Linked DNA regions of Sus scrofa: all the other regions are linked to region 2. Evidence: chromatin contacts called from public Hi-C and HiChIP or PLAC-seq data. All regions are on one chromosome and are shown on one strand. The core of a region is the stretch at or near the end of the contact, and the rest is flanking DNA. Distances in the headings are between cores, read along the strand shown. Region 1 overlaps NSMCE2 (E3 SUMO-protein ligase NSE2). Region 2 has its middle 180 kb from the start of TRIB1. Region 3 overlaps NSMCE2 (E3 SUMO-protein ligase NSE2). Region 4 overlaps NSMCE2 (E3 SUMO-protein ligase NSE2). Region 5 overlaps NSMCE2 (E3 SUMO-protein ligase NSE2).

What was found. A called contact is a pair of places that touch in the nucleus more often than the background predicts. HiChIP or PLAC-seq counts read pairs in DNA pulled down with a chosen protein or histone mark.
Region 1: a contact with region 2 is called in an H3K27ac HiChIP or PLAC-seq map of skeletal muscle. The contact joins two enhancer-like sites. A contact is called at or near these places in 1 of 47 Hi-C or Micro-C datasets (embryonic fibroblasts) and 2 of 2 datasets of contacts at active chromatin or transcription factors (alveolar macrophages and skeletal muscle).
Region 3: an H3K27ac HiChIP or PLAC-seq map of alveolar macrophages shows a contact between it and region 2. The contact joins two enhancer-like sites. A contact is called at or near these places in 4 of 47 Hi-C or Micro-C datasets (alveolar macrophages, embryonic fibroblasts, fibroblasts and 1 more) and 1 of 2 datasets of contacts at active chromatin or transcription factors (alveolar macrophages).
Region 4: a Hi-C map of skeletal muscle shows a contact between it and region 2, with 2.9 times the contacts expected there. The contact joins two enhancer-like sites. A contact is called at or near these places in 8 of 47 Hi-C or Micro-C datasets (alveolar macrophages, embryonic fibroblasts, liver and 1 more) and 2 of 2 datasets of contacts at active chromatin or transcription factors (alveolar macrophages and skeletal muscle).
Region 5: a contact with region 2 is called in an H3K27ac HiChIP or PLAC-seq map of alveolar macrophages. The contact joins two enhancer-like sites. A contact is called at or near these places in 1 of 47 Hi-C or Micro-C datasets (embryonic fibroblasts) and 2 of 2 datasets of contacts at active chromatin or transcription factors (alveolar macrophages and skeletal muscle).

What each region holds. Positions count from the first base shown.
Region 1 is chr4:14,541,012-14,543,711 of Sscrofa11.1, forward strand. All of the region lies in intron 3 of NSMCE2 (E3 SUMO-protein ligase NSE2), which reads right to left. Among named protein-coding and RNA genes, the nearest start is that of WASHC5, 56 kb to the right of the region's middle. Within about 2 kb of position 1,265, at least 12 of the 83 cell types and tissues checked have an H3K27ac peak or open chromatin away from gene starts, as enhancers often do. A contact at or near this core is called in alveolar macrophages and skeletal muscle, where this site is marked.
Region 2 is chr4:14,116,151-14,118,861 of Sscrofa11.1, forward strand. No RefSeq gene overlaps it. Among named protein-coding and RNA genes, the nearest start is that of TRIB1, 180 kb to the right of the region's middle. Within about 2 kb of position 1,436, at least 27 of the 83 cell types and tissues checked have an H3K27ac peak or open chromatin away from gene starts, as enhancers often do. A contact at or near this core is called in alveolar macrophages and skeletal muscle, where this site is marked.
Region 3 is chr4:14,409,356-14,412,055 of Sscrofa11.1, forward strand. All of the region lies in intron 4 of NSMCE2 (E3 SUMO-protein ligase NSE2), which reads right to left. Among named protein-coding and RNA genes, the nearest start is that of TRIB1, 110 kb to the left of the region's middle. Within about 2 kb of position 1,341, at least 19 of the 83 cell types and tissues checked have an H3K27ac peak or open chromatin away from gene starts, as enhancers often do. A contact at or near this core is called in alveolar macrophages, where this site is marked.
Region 4 is chr4:14,382,751-14,385,450 of Sscrofa11.1, forward strand. The region is part of intron 4 of NSMCE2 (E3 SUMO-protein ligase NSE2); the gene reads right to left. Among named protein-coding and RNA genes, the nearest start is that of TRIB1, 86 kb to the left of the region's middle. Within about 2 kb of position 1,356, at least 11 of the 83 cell types and tissues checked have an H3K27ac peak or open chromatin away from gene starts, as enhancers often do. A contact at or near this core is called in skeletal muscle, where this site is marked.
Region 5 is chr4:14,440,598-14,443,297 of Sscrofa11.1, forward strand. The region is part of intron 4 of NSMCE2 (E3 SUMO-protein ligase NSE2); the gene reads right to left. Among named protein-coding and RNA genes, the nearest start is that of TRIB1, 140 kb to the left of the region's middle. Within about 2 kb of position 1,349, at least 37 of the 83 cell types and tissues checked have an H3K27ac peak or open chromatin away from gene starts, as enhancers often do. A contact at or near this core is called in alveolar macrophages and skeletal muscle, where this site is marked.

The DNA of each region.
Region 1 (2,700 bases), core at 15-2,514, 420 kb after region 2:
GAGTCAATACTCCACACAGGGGTCTTATTTGTTTCAAACAGAGACTCTGAGAGCCAAGCAATTACTGCATGTGTTTAAAAACTTTGGCTTCCTCTTTTTCACTGCTGAAATAATGCATGGTCTTTTCAGAGGTCTGGCCCTTCCTGATCTTCTGCATAGGAACATCCTGTCCCCTGGATGCCGCAGCATCTCTACCACTAACTGCCAGATCTGCTGGATCCATCTCTTGGCCTCTTCTGGAAGGTGTAGGAACTCAGACTACAGAAGCCTTTTCCCCAGTGGGTTGTGTAGAGTTACCAGTCCTGTCCTCAAAGAGGTTTGTAAATAAGTTTAGGAAATTACTAAGTATCCCTCCTTTGGAGAATCACAAGGCATAAAAGCATATTAAAGGCTTTGGAGTCTTTAAGGAAATTCTTTTAATCAAGCATTCCCCAAACTTATTTGACCACAAAATCCTTTTTTTTTTCCTATTATACTTACTCACATCCTGATGAATTAGTATTATGGAGCAAACTTGTGAAAATGCTGCATGAGAGGCACATTAAGGCCCAGTAGAGTGTAAACGTTTTAGAATTCTGAATAAAATCCAACACTTAATACCTGCAAAATAGCAAGACGGATTTCTATAAACTACCCATGATACTCAGCCTTAATATAGCACAGACCAGAATGTTCTACAGCTACCTTAGTGGGTAACCTAAGAGATTCAGATCTGATGCTTCCCTATAGAGGTAACTTAATTAGCGAAATATTATATCCAGAACTAACACTCTGTGTATTAGAAAAAATACTACCAAACACAACCTTAAGTTGGGAATAACTGCAGAGGGAGTTCTAAAGCAATGGAGTAGGAATTTGTTACCAGTAATCACAGAAAGAGACACATTCTGTGGCCAAGAAGCTGAAGAACGAATACCTATGTCAGCTTTTTTTCCCTGGCTAATTTCCACATCTGGGCAGTATTCCTATAGATGAGAAGGCTTATATATGGAGCATTTGTTAACTCTGACAAGAAAGGTATTAAGCGACCACACCTCAGGCTGGAGGGCCAAGTGCTGGAAGCAGGGAGTGGAAAAGAGGGGATTCTGCAGTTTTTTCCCACCTGTTTCCAAGAGATTTTTCACTAATTCCACTGTCACCTCTCACCTTCTTGCTAGTCCACTGACAATACTAATTTCTCTCATGCTCAGGAATCTTCTATCCTCCAGTGTAATGATCCCAAACGAATTTCCCCTCCTTCCTCTTTTGCCGATGACGCATAATGTGCGATGTACTCTTACATTTGGTCAGCAGATGATCATAGCCAATAAATCACAGCCTCTGCCCTGGAACTTTCTGCAGCTACTAGAGATTATTAGCTTTCTAAGTGAGACGTACTCCCCAACCCCGGCCTAACTAAGACAGTAACTCCCAACTTAACCCCATGAGATTTAAAGTAATAGATAGTGAGCTAACTTTAAAATAAGATTTACTAAAGGCAAAGCTTACCAGCTGATGAAGGGTGAAGGGTGAGGAAGCACAGGGAAGTGAGAGCCAAAAACATTCTAAACTAGGTGCATAACGTCAAGGCCCAGGTAAGCTATACCTTTGACCCACTTCATTCTTTTATTCTATCTAAGACTGTGTGAGTTTCAAACAAGTTACATGAGACATATTTCCACTCTTCTAACTCTCAACATACTAGTTTTAAAAGGCAGATTAAATGTTCAGGTTAGCTTATCAGGTGAGAACCACAGTTCCCAGGGTGTATCTGTGAAGAGATTTATAAGAAACGATACAAGTGAACTTATCTAGCAACTAATTGCTCCTATTAGGTTAATAAGGAAAATATCCTCCCTCCCTAGGCTTTTTGTAGGAGTTGTTATAAAACACTGACTTCAAAAACCACAAACAACTATGTGGCAGCAATCTGATTTAAATGCTTTCAAATCTTAGATAATCTGTAAGATGCTTGCAGCACAAAAGAAAATAGTAGAAGTGGAGAAAATACAAATGCTCTGGATTTTCCAATAAGGTAACATGGTGAAGCAGCACATACTAAAAGAACAATATACAGGTAAAATCTGACAATTCTTCTAAGATTTAAAGTTTGCTATAGTGAAACTGGACAATTAAGTATAATGAGAAATAAATGCCAAAGTATAATGTGAATCTTAAGCTTTACTTTTGCTAAACTCTAAGACAAGACTGCTCATTGAGAAGCAAAGAAAGTGTATATCTTACCACTGACCGTTAATAATAACATCTGTAACTAATCTGATCTGTTAGGCTATCTGTCATTTGGCTTTGGGGAGCTCACGCTTTTTCACTATGAGAATTAAGGTTATATAAAAGTTGCGAGGACCACCCCCACAACAGTGGTTGGACTCTTTTATCATCTCTTATTTGAAAAAAACATGTATTTGAGAATAGATTTGAGGATTCACTGAACTAAGCTGGTGCCCACCTTCTGGAACCTGAAGACCACAAGACAGGACTTCAGGTTTAGTTCAAAACCATTACATAAACCCAGAACCAGAAATACGCAGTGCACAGTATTACCACTGTTTGTTCAATACATGATAAAGAGTCTGACTTCAAGAGGGATATCGCCTTTGTCAGTGAAATGGCTTGAGAGGCAGAATACCAGTAATGAAATGACTCTTAAATCAACTATCACCATAACCTGCTTTACTAATAAGCACAGCTCCTGGCAAGCCG
Region 2 (2,711 bases), core at 186-2,685:
CTGGTTTTAGACATGCCACTTGCCATCGGTGAGCTCCAATTTTAGCAACCAAGCATCCCCATAGAGAGGAACTACTCATCTACCCCAAAATGAGAATGAGGACAAATTTCCTGGGAACTTAAACCAAAATGCAATTTGGGAGTGAATGCAGAAAAAGAAACCGAAATACACTTTCTGTTCTGCAGGTCGAAACACAGAGCTGTAGTTCCTCAAAACTTAACCCTACCTCCCAGCTGAAGAGAAGAGGAAATCAAAGTCTGTACAGCTCTGGCAGCAGTCATGCTCCAGAACTCTTCATGAAGCTTCCCTACCCTGCAGAGTCGGAAGTGACTCTTCCCCATCCCCCACCCATGCTCCTGTCCCTTGTTCCAACTGGCACATCCCACCGGGTCATTCACACGGGCAGCACCATGCCCGCCATGCCCCCACTTGGAGGGGGGATAATTTCCACCAGCTGTAGTGTGAATGGCGCCCCCTGAGTTGGGTCCCACTTCTGCCAGAACATCTTGCGGATGGCCATGATTTAAGGCTGACACTTACAAGGAGGCCACAAGCTCCTAGGTGAGTTCCTGTGACTTCTGCGTCCCTGGCACCCAGCACAGTGCCTAGTATGGAGTAGAATCTCACTAGAAACTCCTAGGGATTTCAGAAGCAATGAATGTGAAAGGAGAGTCAGCACCCCACTTAGACAGGAAGTAAGCAATTACTTTAAATAGGAGCAGCATCCTAATTAGAGTGTGGATTGTTCTTGAAATAACCTTAGATACTTTATTAGCACCATGCTGTAACCAACTGAACTAACCGGCCGGCCCGTGTGAAATAACCTTAGATATTTTAAAGGGTAGATATAACATAGTGATTAAGATCTCTGGGTCCGAAGTCAGAAGGATCTGAGTTTGAATCCCTGCTCCACAACTGCTGAACCATATTCCCAAACCTCTCTAAGCCTAGGTTTCCTCATCTGGGAGGGCCCACTGAGATCACACCTTAGCCCACTGCCTGATACACAGTAATGTCTTGGTTGTAATGACAAAGTTATGTTGTTATGGCAATTAATCAAAAACTAAACATTAATCCTAAATGGCACATTTTAGTTATCAGTACTCATATCCCCCAAGAAGGAATATGCTGAAGACGTATTGAGTGCTCAGTTAATGTTTATTGAATGACAGAGAATGAGCAAGAGACAGAGAGAATGAGAATGAAGGTGGGGGAAGGTACTAAACCAGGAGTCAGAAGAGATACAGCTTCAGATCTGACATCACTAACATTGTGACTTTGAGTCAGTACCTGTCTGGATCTCAAATTGCTCCTTCTTAAGATTGAAGGGTATCAGATGGTGTCTCAGGTCCCTTCTCCTGGAACCCTTCCCCCAGAGAGGAGCCCTGTAGCCCCTGATCATTTTTGCAGTGTTCCCTCAGATCCTGCAGGTGGTGCTACTGAGTTAAAAAGAGAATTGTTTTTTTTTTTCAGCTTGGTTCCAACTGCCAAGTCTCTGCACCAACAACAGACTGGGAATTAGGGAAATGACTGACTTGTTGCTGAAAATGCCTGGGGCAGTAAACGAATCATTCCATTTCCTTTCTTCCCTAGTTGGCCTCTCCCCGGTGCCATGAAAACTTCAGGCCCTGGATTCTAAGTCCAGTTCCACCACTTCCTGGCCAGTGACCTTGGGCAAAGGCATTTGCCTTCTTGGAGCCTAGTCTTCAAAATGAGGCAAATAATACGGACACCCCTGGAGCCCTGGGAACATTAAACAGTGGTTATCAAATAGAAGAGTCCAGTGCCTGGCACATAGTAGGTATTCAAAAAATATCCATTCCTCTTTCATTCGTAAGGACTATGGCTAGTGCTTGAGAAGTAAGGAGCAATGTGCAGTAACAGAGTAATGAGATGAGCTTCCTAGGAGAGTCAGCATGAATCGAACCTTGTAGGATGGGGAGAGTTTTCCGGACGGATCATGAATTGTTGAATAAAGCCAATTAGATCTTCACATTTACTCAGTTGAAGTTTGGGGGGTTTTGTTTTTAGTTTTTTATGGCTGCACCCATGGCATATGGAAGTTCCCGGCCCAGGGATCAAACTAGCCGCTCTGCAGTGACCCAAGCTGCTGCAGTAGGACCTACTGCACCACAGCAGAAACTCCATTTTTTCGTTCCTTTTTTTTCTTTCTTTTTAGTGTCGCACCTGCAGCACATGGAAGTTCCTGGGCTAGGGGTCAAATTGGAGCCGCAGCTGCAGGCCTACACCGCAGCCACAGCAACATGGGATCTGAGCCACATCTGTGACCTACTCAAGCAGCTCACGGCAATGCCGGATCCTTAACCCACTGAGCAAGGCCAAGGATGGAACCCAAATCCTCATGGATACTAGTCAGGTTCTTAACCCACTGAGCCATGACGGGAACTCCCTGAATTTTGTTTTTTAACCCAGCGCAGTGGCCGCTGCACTCCAGTAGGGCAGAGTCTAGTAAGAGCAAGGCTTAGGATGGAAGTGACTGCAACAGAGGGAATTAGTCCTGTCCTAATGATGACGATGGTGATAACACTAAATCCCGGTGGGATTTGTGAATGGGAAGCGCTGGGTAAAACTGGCTCTGTGTTCAATCCTCCTCACAGAGACGCGGTCACTGTCTCTAGTTCTACTTGAGGAAACACACCGCCTCTCTGCAAGTGACGCAGGTGGGGTCTGAAATCAGACTGGAGGCTACG
Region 3 (2,700 bases), core at 91-2,590, 290 kb after region 2:
CTCTAGCTGTGGGCGCACAGCTGCAAGTCCTCCGCAAGGGCTAACGTTGCAGTAGGGTCCCCAGGACAAAAATCCTCCCCCAAGTTACAAGGTAGTGGCTCTGATCCCTCCCATTAATTTGGTAAAATCAATTAGGTTTCAGTTGTAGTAATTATGTAACACAGTGAAGATTCGATCACCCTGAGCAATGGGTTTTCCCCCTTGTGGTCTATATAAATTCATCCATAAACTATATTCTTGATTAATGCTTTATTGTAAGTGATTACAAACACAAGGCATTTCATAAGCATATTTGTCATTTGTTACATTGTAATTCAACAGTAGGCATGGTGCAAAAATTATAATCTTCAGTAAATGAACGCGAAACAAACAAGAGCTCCACAAGGCTCAAACGCATCTCAGTGACTCAGTCCCAGAGTCAGTCTAAACCTCCACTCAGACTGGGTCTTAAGCATTTACTCATTACAGTGGGATTGGCTGAGTGTGAAATATTACCAGAGGATGAAGGAGACCCTGGTAGGTATACAGAAGACTAAGGAAAGGGGCTGAGAGAGACGGGAGATTTGAACAGAATTATGGAAAACTTAGAAATAAACTATGATATAAGCCTTTATTTCAAAAACCATACTGAACATCCAAAACAAAAAGTGATTGCAAATTTCCATTTAACTGAGTAGCAACTGCTATCATTTACGGGGTATTCCTCATATGCTAGGTATTGCTCCAAGAATTCTCCACGCACTATCTCTTTTGAATCCCCATGAGAACTCCATAATGTTCCAATTCCCATTTTAGGGATTAAAAAAAACCACTGAGGAGCAAAAAGGTTAAATAACTTGCCTCAAATCTCACAGCGGAGGGCTGGGAATGGAACTCACTTCTGACTCCCAATCTGAGCCATTAACCAATGATGTATCTTCTCTACTTGGACATTTTGGAGTGAGTCTCTCTGAGTACCCTTTGGGGCTCTAGCAAAACGTTTCAAGTATTTTCTGATGCTTCATCCTACTGATTACACAATTACAGTTTCCCAATAGAAAGATACCATCAATTGTTTCTGTTTAATCATACCTCATTCCATTTCAGTCGTCTCTGCTTAAACAGGGGGACGTCCCACCTATCAGAGTAGAAACGAAAAAGAAACCAGCTTGCAACCTGTTTTATTATCTTTCCGAGGTTCTCACAGCTGAGCCTTAACATTTTCTTCTTAAAAACCTTGCAATCGGACTGGTGCTTCTTGTTTTGAGAGGCCAATCTTATTAGATCATGTTCTAGCTCAGTGTAGGCCTTGCTCAATACTCTGAAATTTCAGACCTACTGAAGCTACTAAAAACTTTTCAGCTGAGGAGTCCACGACCTCATGTGAAATAGGAGTCATGGGAATTTGAACAGACTCATAAAACAGCTCTATGGTAAACTGAAACGCCGATGACAATGGAATGAATGACTAATATTCACATATGACTTTTTATCCAAAGCCCCCGGTGTCCAGTGCATTTTTGCAAACTTATTAAACCTCCGCACAGTCCCAACTATGCTACTTCCATGATACAACTTTTTCATGGACTGCTGCGTGCGGGCCTCATGTGACCAAGCCTTACTTGCCCTCAGGTGCCTGGCAGGTGGTAGGAGAACTAGCCTCTTCCATCTGCAGAATAAAGAACTACTACAAAGGAAGAATTCGAGCTGGGGCAGATTTCAGCAACTGAATGGGGGGCCTGGAGAACCTTGCAGGAGGGGTCTGGCCTCGCAGCTGAGAAAGAGAGATGGGCAAATGGCTTCCTAATAAAAGCAATTTGCAAATGCTTCTGCACACATTACCTTTGTGCTATGTGGCCCCAGGACTCAGTGGAAGTGAAATGTGTATTTTATTTCCCCTCTAGATCTCCACGCTCCCTTCCCCAGAGCCAGCCTATAACCTCAACTCTCTCAGCAGCCAAAAGTAGATGACTAAGGACAAAGCCAGAGGGTTCAACTTTGGGTTGTTGTTTAGCCTGTATTACTGGTAGTAACCAGAACAGCATAAACTGCTACCATGAAAAAGGTCAGAGGCCAAAAGACTGCTCTCTGACTCAGGGAAAACATCAGGCGAGGATAATTTTCAACTGTGTGATTTTTCAATAAATGACACAAAGGATGTTCTACTTGGGATTCTTGGTCTTAAATCAGAGCGCAAAGGCCGGAGAGTCAGTATTTAGCATCTTGATACTTTGGGGTCATGGTGTGCAAGGAGAAGAATTTTCCCTTTTCACGTGGGATTATAATGTAACGAAAATGGCACTGGCTCTAAGAAATGTATAAACTTCAACGTCTCTGGGGCTAGAATTGAGCAGGAGCAAAGCATTGGGGCCGGGGGGTTGGGGGGAGACTAGGCAAGTGGAGACGCCGACAAGCTGCTCGCCTCTCACTCAGGCAGACCCAGCGTTGTCAGGTTCGGTATATTTAAAATAAAAAAATTGGAAATGTGGCTTGCTATGTGAAATCTCCCAATTTGTGTGTGTTGCAACTAACTGATGTACATACAACTATGTGGGCCAAACACACACATCTGTGGGCTGGATCCAGTTCACAGCCTCTGGTGTCTGACCTCTGTGACCACAGTAATGGTTTTCAACCCGTAAGCAGTTAAAAGGAAACGAGATCTGACACATCCTCCAGGGAGCAGACGACACTGTTGCTTGGTCAAAAGACTCTTTATAA
Region 4 (2,700 bases), core at 106-2,605, 270 kb after region 2:
GGAGAGCACTTCACCAAGGCCACCGCCCTCCTCTGGGGAACCTTCCCACTCAGGGGCTCCCCCCACCCCAACTTAAATCATCCGTAAGCATCTGCTTCTGCCACTGTCTCCCTGACTCATCTGTAAGCAACTCAGGGACAGGGACCACCTTTGCTCATCTCTGCACCTGCAGTGCAGGGCGCACAGTAGGGGCTCAGGGCTGATACATGGGATCCAATCTTAAGGGGTCCTTGTTCTGTTCACTCCCTAGCTTTTCTGCAGAAAAGCGGTTCTGCTCAAGACCCAGAGAAGAATCCTGTAAGACATGGACTTCGGGGGTGGGCAGGTCAAGTCTAGACCTAGGTGCCATGCGGCTCTCCTATACACTGGGGGATAGGGGTTAAATGTCCTGTGGGCTATCACTGCCTTCTCGACGATTCCATGGGGATACAGTGAAGACGAGATAAGATGTTTTGCCCTCTTTAGAGACAAGGACCTGATACACACATCCAGGCAATAAGAAAACATTGTGAGGAAACCTGGAGGCAGTTTCTGAGACGGCAAACAGGGTGACTGGCTGCTCCTGTTCATCTTCAAAGCCGGTGGGGGTCTCGGTCCTAGCGCTGCAGTGTTGAGTCTGCGGACACTGACAAGCCTCAGAAGGCCACACCAGCGGAAGTGAAAAGGCAGATGGTAAGAAGGGACAAAACAAAGGAGGAAGGAGAAAAAGAGAGAAGGAAAAGGGCTCTCAGGACTTGTTTCACAAACGCTATAGAAAAAGAAAGAGATCTCAAATAACTACCTTTCTGAGCTTCTAATGAGGACAATGCTGTCAGAGTCACAACCTCCAGCCTCGAGTGTGGCTCTCCTCTGGCTTGTGCAAGAAATAGTGAGAGGCACCAAATAATTAGCCACCCCCCCTTCACCCCTGGGCAACACGGCAAAAGGACAAGGCTACGCCATAGCCCTCCAATGTCTCTCAGTACAATTCTCTTCCTTGGCTCAAAATTCTCTTGAGAGAAAAGCAAAATGTGATGAGGTGACTGGGAAAGAGTCACTCCGACAACCTCAACCAGCGGCCCAGGGAAGGGAAAGGGAGCAGGGGAGTCAGGAGCCGATGGAGGAGGAGGTGGGTTAAAAACCCATAAACGGTGAACATCCAGGAGCAAGAGAAACTGCAGGGAGGTAATTAGCACATGAATTATTGGAATCGTAATTGGGAGCGAGGCAATAAAACTAAGAAAAGGAAAATTGTAATCAACAGGAAAACCTTGGCGGAGCCCATTGGGAGGGAGCGATGAGTTTCTCCTAATCGTCACACCGTCTGAAGGCCATTCCTCGTCACAGAGCTGGTTCAGAATGAGCTCGAAATTATTTAAAGGGAATTTTATTTTTGTTACCAGAAGGAGATGAGGTTACTTGATGACACACACAGAGGGCCTCTCGCCTCTAATTTTATCATCCTGTTCTCTCGTCTAAATTCAATGGTAAAATAGCTAATGATAAAAAAGCCTATGACTATTTCATTCCAAAAATATGATTCAACAGCTAAGGAGAAGGAAACGGGCAAAGTGAGGAGAATGAAGTACAGTCAAACGTGCTTCAGTTGACAACAGATTTACAGACGCCGGCGAACTGGAAACGAAGCAGTGCTAAAAATAGGACTGGTGTCTCTTAGTTTTCAGAATGCATTCAGTTACTTTATTTTTGAGAACTCATGGGAAGACGGCAAATTTAAAAAAAAAAAGATGGCAAATTAAACTCAATTAATCGTAGCTGGGAAACGTCGTAGAGAGCAGTAGCTCTCAAACTGTAACCGGGTTTCAGGACGACAGTCTGGTGGTGGCCTCACAGCTGCGGGATCACTTGCAGCCCTAAGAGGGTAAAGCTTCAGGTTGTAAGAAGAGACTACAGTGCAGGAGGCCCAGGCTTTCTGGGAATTGGAAGTAGAGTGTCAAGAAAATCTATTTGCTCTTCCTCATTTGGGAGCCTGAGGAATGATTCCTGTAACTTTCATTGGTACAAGGTCTGCTGACTACTGCTGCTTCCTAGGTCCGGGGATGCCAAGGCCAGGGGGTGAAATGGACCAGAGAACACACGACTCTCCATCCTGGCTGGCTGAGTACCAGGGTGGATGGGAGCTTAGGGGGCCATGGGAGCTCAGAGGGAGCTTTTTAAATCTGATGCAGGGGGCACAGATGCTAGGAAGAATCCTGAGTAAAAGGTAGGATAAGCAAAGGTAAAAACATGAGAGAAGGCAATGCCTGACATCCCATCAACCTCAGCGGACAGCTGAAGAGCAGCAACTCCGGAAGTGGGTACAAATACCTTATTACGATCATTACAATAAATAAATCAATACGGGCTTTTTTCTTTTCTTTTTCTTTTTTTTTTTTTTTTGCTTTTTTTGCTTTTTAGGGCTGCACCTGCAGCATATGGAAGTTCCCACGGGGATCAAATCGGAGCTGTAGCTTCCAGCCTACGCCACAGCCACAGCAACATGGGATCTGAGCCACTTCTATGACCCACACCACAGCTTACGGCAACTCCCGATCCTTAATCCACTGGGCGAGGCCAGGGATCGAACTTGCATCCTCATGAATACTAGTCAGGTTTGTTACCACTGAGCCAGGGGGAACTCCCAATACAAGTACCTCAAAGTCAGATTTTCTGATATTACTTGATATTTCCCCAGGATCATTATTTTTAAAATACCTCCTA
Region 5 (2,700 bases), core at 99-2,598, 320 kb after region 2:
GCTGGGTACCACAGGAAGATACAGGGAGGCACAGGAGTGGTTTACCTCTGGGGGTGTTCACAGCCCCCTGAGGAAGATTGTTTTTAACCCAAAGTTATAATATACAATGTTAAATATGCCTAAGAATTAGGTACAAATGACACAGGAGAGTCAGGGAACAGGGGACAGGGTAGGAGAGAAACTGGGGAAAGTTTCATGGCAACTGCAACGAGAGTTGAATCAAAGGACGTCACATTTTTCCTAAATGGTATGAAAGACACTATTCTCTGAAGCATATGTGAAAACGAAGAGAGGAGTGAAGAGTCCTTTCCAGCTTAGCCATCAAAATCATACAGGATAAAAGCAAAAATAGGGAAAAGGGGGAAAAAGAAATGGATCAGGTGCTGAAGCCACCTGGGATAACTTATTCTATTATTATCTTCATTCTCTTCGGATTGGCCAGAAAAATGTCAAGACCAATCAAGCACAAATAGATTCCTATCATTAGAAGTCTAACCCTAGTTAGTGAAACTGAAGATTCATTTATCCTATAGAAATCAGTCTAGTCATGCAAATAAACATGACCAGAACTGGCAATGTTCTGGCCCCCAAAACATTTGCCCAGTGGAAAACTGGTAGCTGATATCCAGTCAATTGGGAGAGGAACTTGCCTCACAATTCAGAAAGCAACTAGTTTTTATTTTATTCTTTTTTGTGTGTCTTTTTAGGGCCACACCTGTGGCATATGGAAGTTCCCAGACTATGGGTCGAATCTGAGCTACAGCTGCCAGCCTACGCCACGGCCACAGCAATGCCAGATCTGAGCGGCACCTGGGACCTACACCACAGCTCACGGCAACGTGGGATCCTTAACTCACTGATCGAGGCCAGGGATCAAACCCTCGTCCTCATGGATCCTAGTTGGGTTCATGACCACTGAGCCACAATGGGAACACTAGCAACTAGTTTTTAAAACCTAGTCGTGTCTTTAAAAAAGTAGGTGAACTAAAAATAAAATCACTACATTGACAGGAATTAAAATGAAATCAGTACTAGGAACTTTCACTGAATGTTTAAAAACCCTGTTGTGCTACTTGATCTTGGAACCGCCTCAGTTTTAGTAAATGAGTTAAAACATTTTTTGGTTTCATTTTCATTATTTGTCTGTTGTGAAATCTTGAATGCTTGAAGTTTTCCACTGCGCTCAGGTTCCTCCACCTATCAAACCGTAGGGGTTAGGCTTCACCTGGATGCTGGGGGCGAACAGGGAGGAGTCATGGGGTCGGGAAACCTTCCTTGAACCCAGGTGCAGAGGCCCCTTCTCAAGAGCTCTGCAAGTCCCTGGAGAGTGACATCACCACGTCGGTGAATCACCGGCAGTCCCATCCATCTTGCAAAAGGAGAGGAACTTGAATGCAGCATGAGTTATGCTGAACAGGGCAGAAGAGGCACCTGGGGCGGTTGGGGGGGTGAGGTGTGGGGGAGGGCTTGAGAAAACTGGGCACCTACCAGCTCCAGGTGCCATCAGAGCACCAGCAGGTTCTCAAGAAATGACCACATTCAAGAGATCTCAAATTCTCACACATAATACAGCAACCCAATTCCACAGGTATAGAAACTACGTCATGGAAGGGCACCAGCTGACTCCAATCCACCAATGGAGCCAGAAACAGGGCTAGAATTAAGAAACGAGCCTCCAACTTTTCTGCCCACTTCCTAGCCCACTCCAGTGACCTGAAAGGCACACTTCAGAGGACAGTGATGAATCACAATCATACTGCGGTAGGAAGAATTAGATAACAACCAGTTGCAACTTCAAATATGTTCACAAACTGTAGGCTGGAAAGGTAGTTTTAAAACCCACTTTTCAATTCTTTTGAACTAAAACCAAATTTAGGACGCTACAGAAAGGCAGTTCAAACAAAAGCTAATTTTGTTTAATGAACTAACCAGGAAGGCATTGTGAAAGTCTTGTGCAACTAAATGCTTAGCTAATTACTGTGAGATCAAATAACTGTTACCATAGTTACCGCACACTGTTTTCCATAATAACTTTTATCACTTCAATAAATCTTTGTGACGCAACAAATATAAAAAGTTTACTGTAACATGACTATAATGTTTTGGAAGGCACACACTGATGACTGACCTCTTGAAATTACCTGCCCATATTTGTCAGTGAACAAGGGCTGATAGTGTGTCTAGTTGACTCCAATATCAAAATGTTTCACTGGCTTCTTGTAAGAGGCTGTAATTCCTCAAAAGTTGAATTTACCTGGTCCAGTCATTCAACGGAAAAATCAAAAGGCCCTTAGAGCATTACATCTTGTCTCTGAATGAGCTTAAAAATAACAGCAACCATTTATGAAGCCCTAATTGTGGGGTTCCATGCCAGGCAGCTGACATACATCATTATCTAATCCTTCCTACACTGCTGCTGGAAAGAACCTGGTGTGGTGTCATCCAGCTTCCTCTTGGGAGAGATTTCAACCCAGGTCTACTGAGCTCCAAAGCCAGTTTTCTTTCCACTATACCACACAGCTTTATATGTACACAAAAAAACCCAAAAAACAAAAAAAACAAAAAAACCATTTCTATAATTATTTTCTTGCTGCTATGTGTAGTGTTAAAGCTCCAGTGAACTGCCACAGAAGACTCCCTGATACAAGGCCTGGCTGGTCAGTTAGCTGAAATGATGTCACTTCACTGGATGTCACTGGA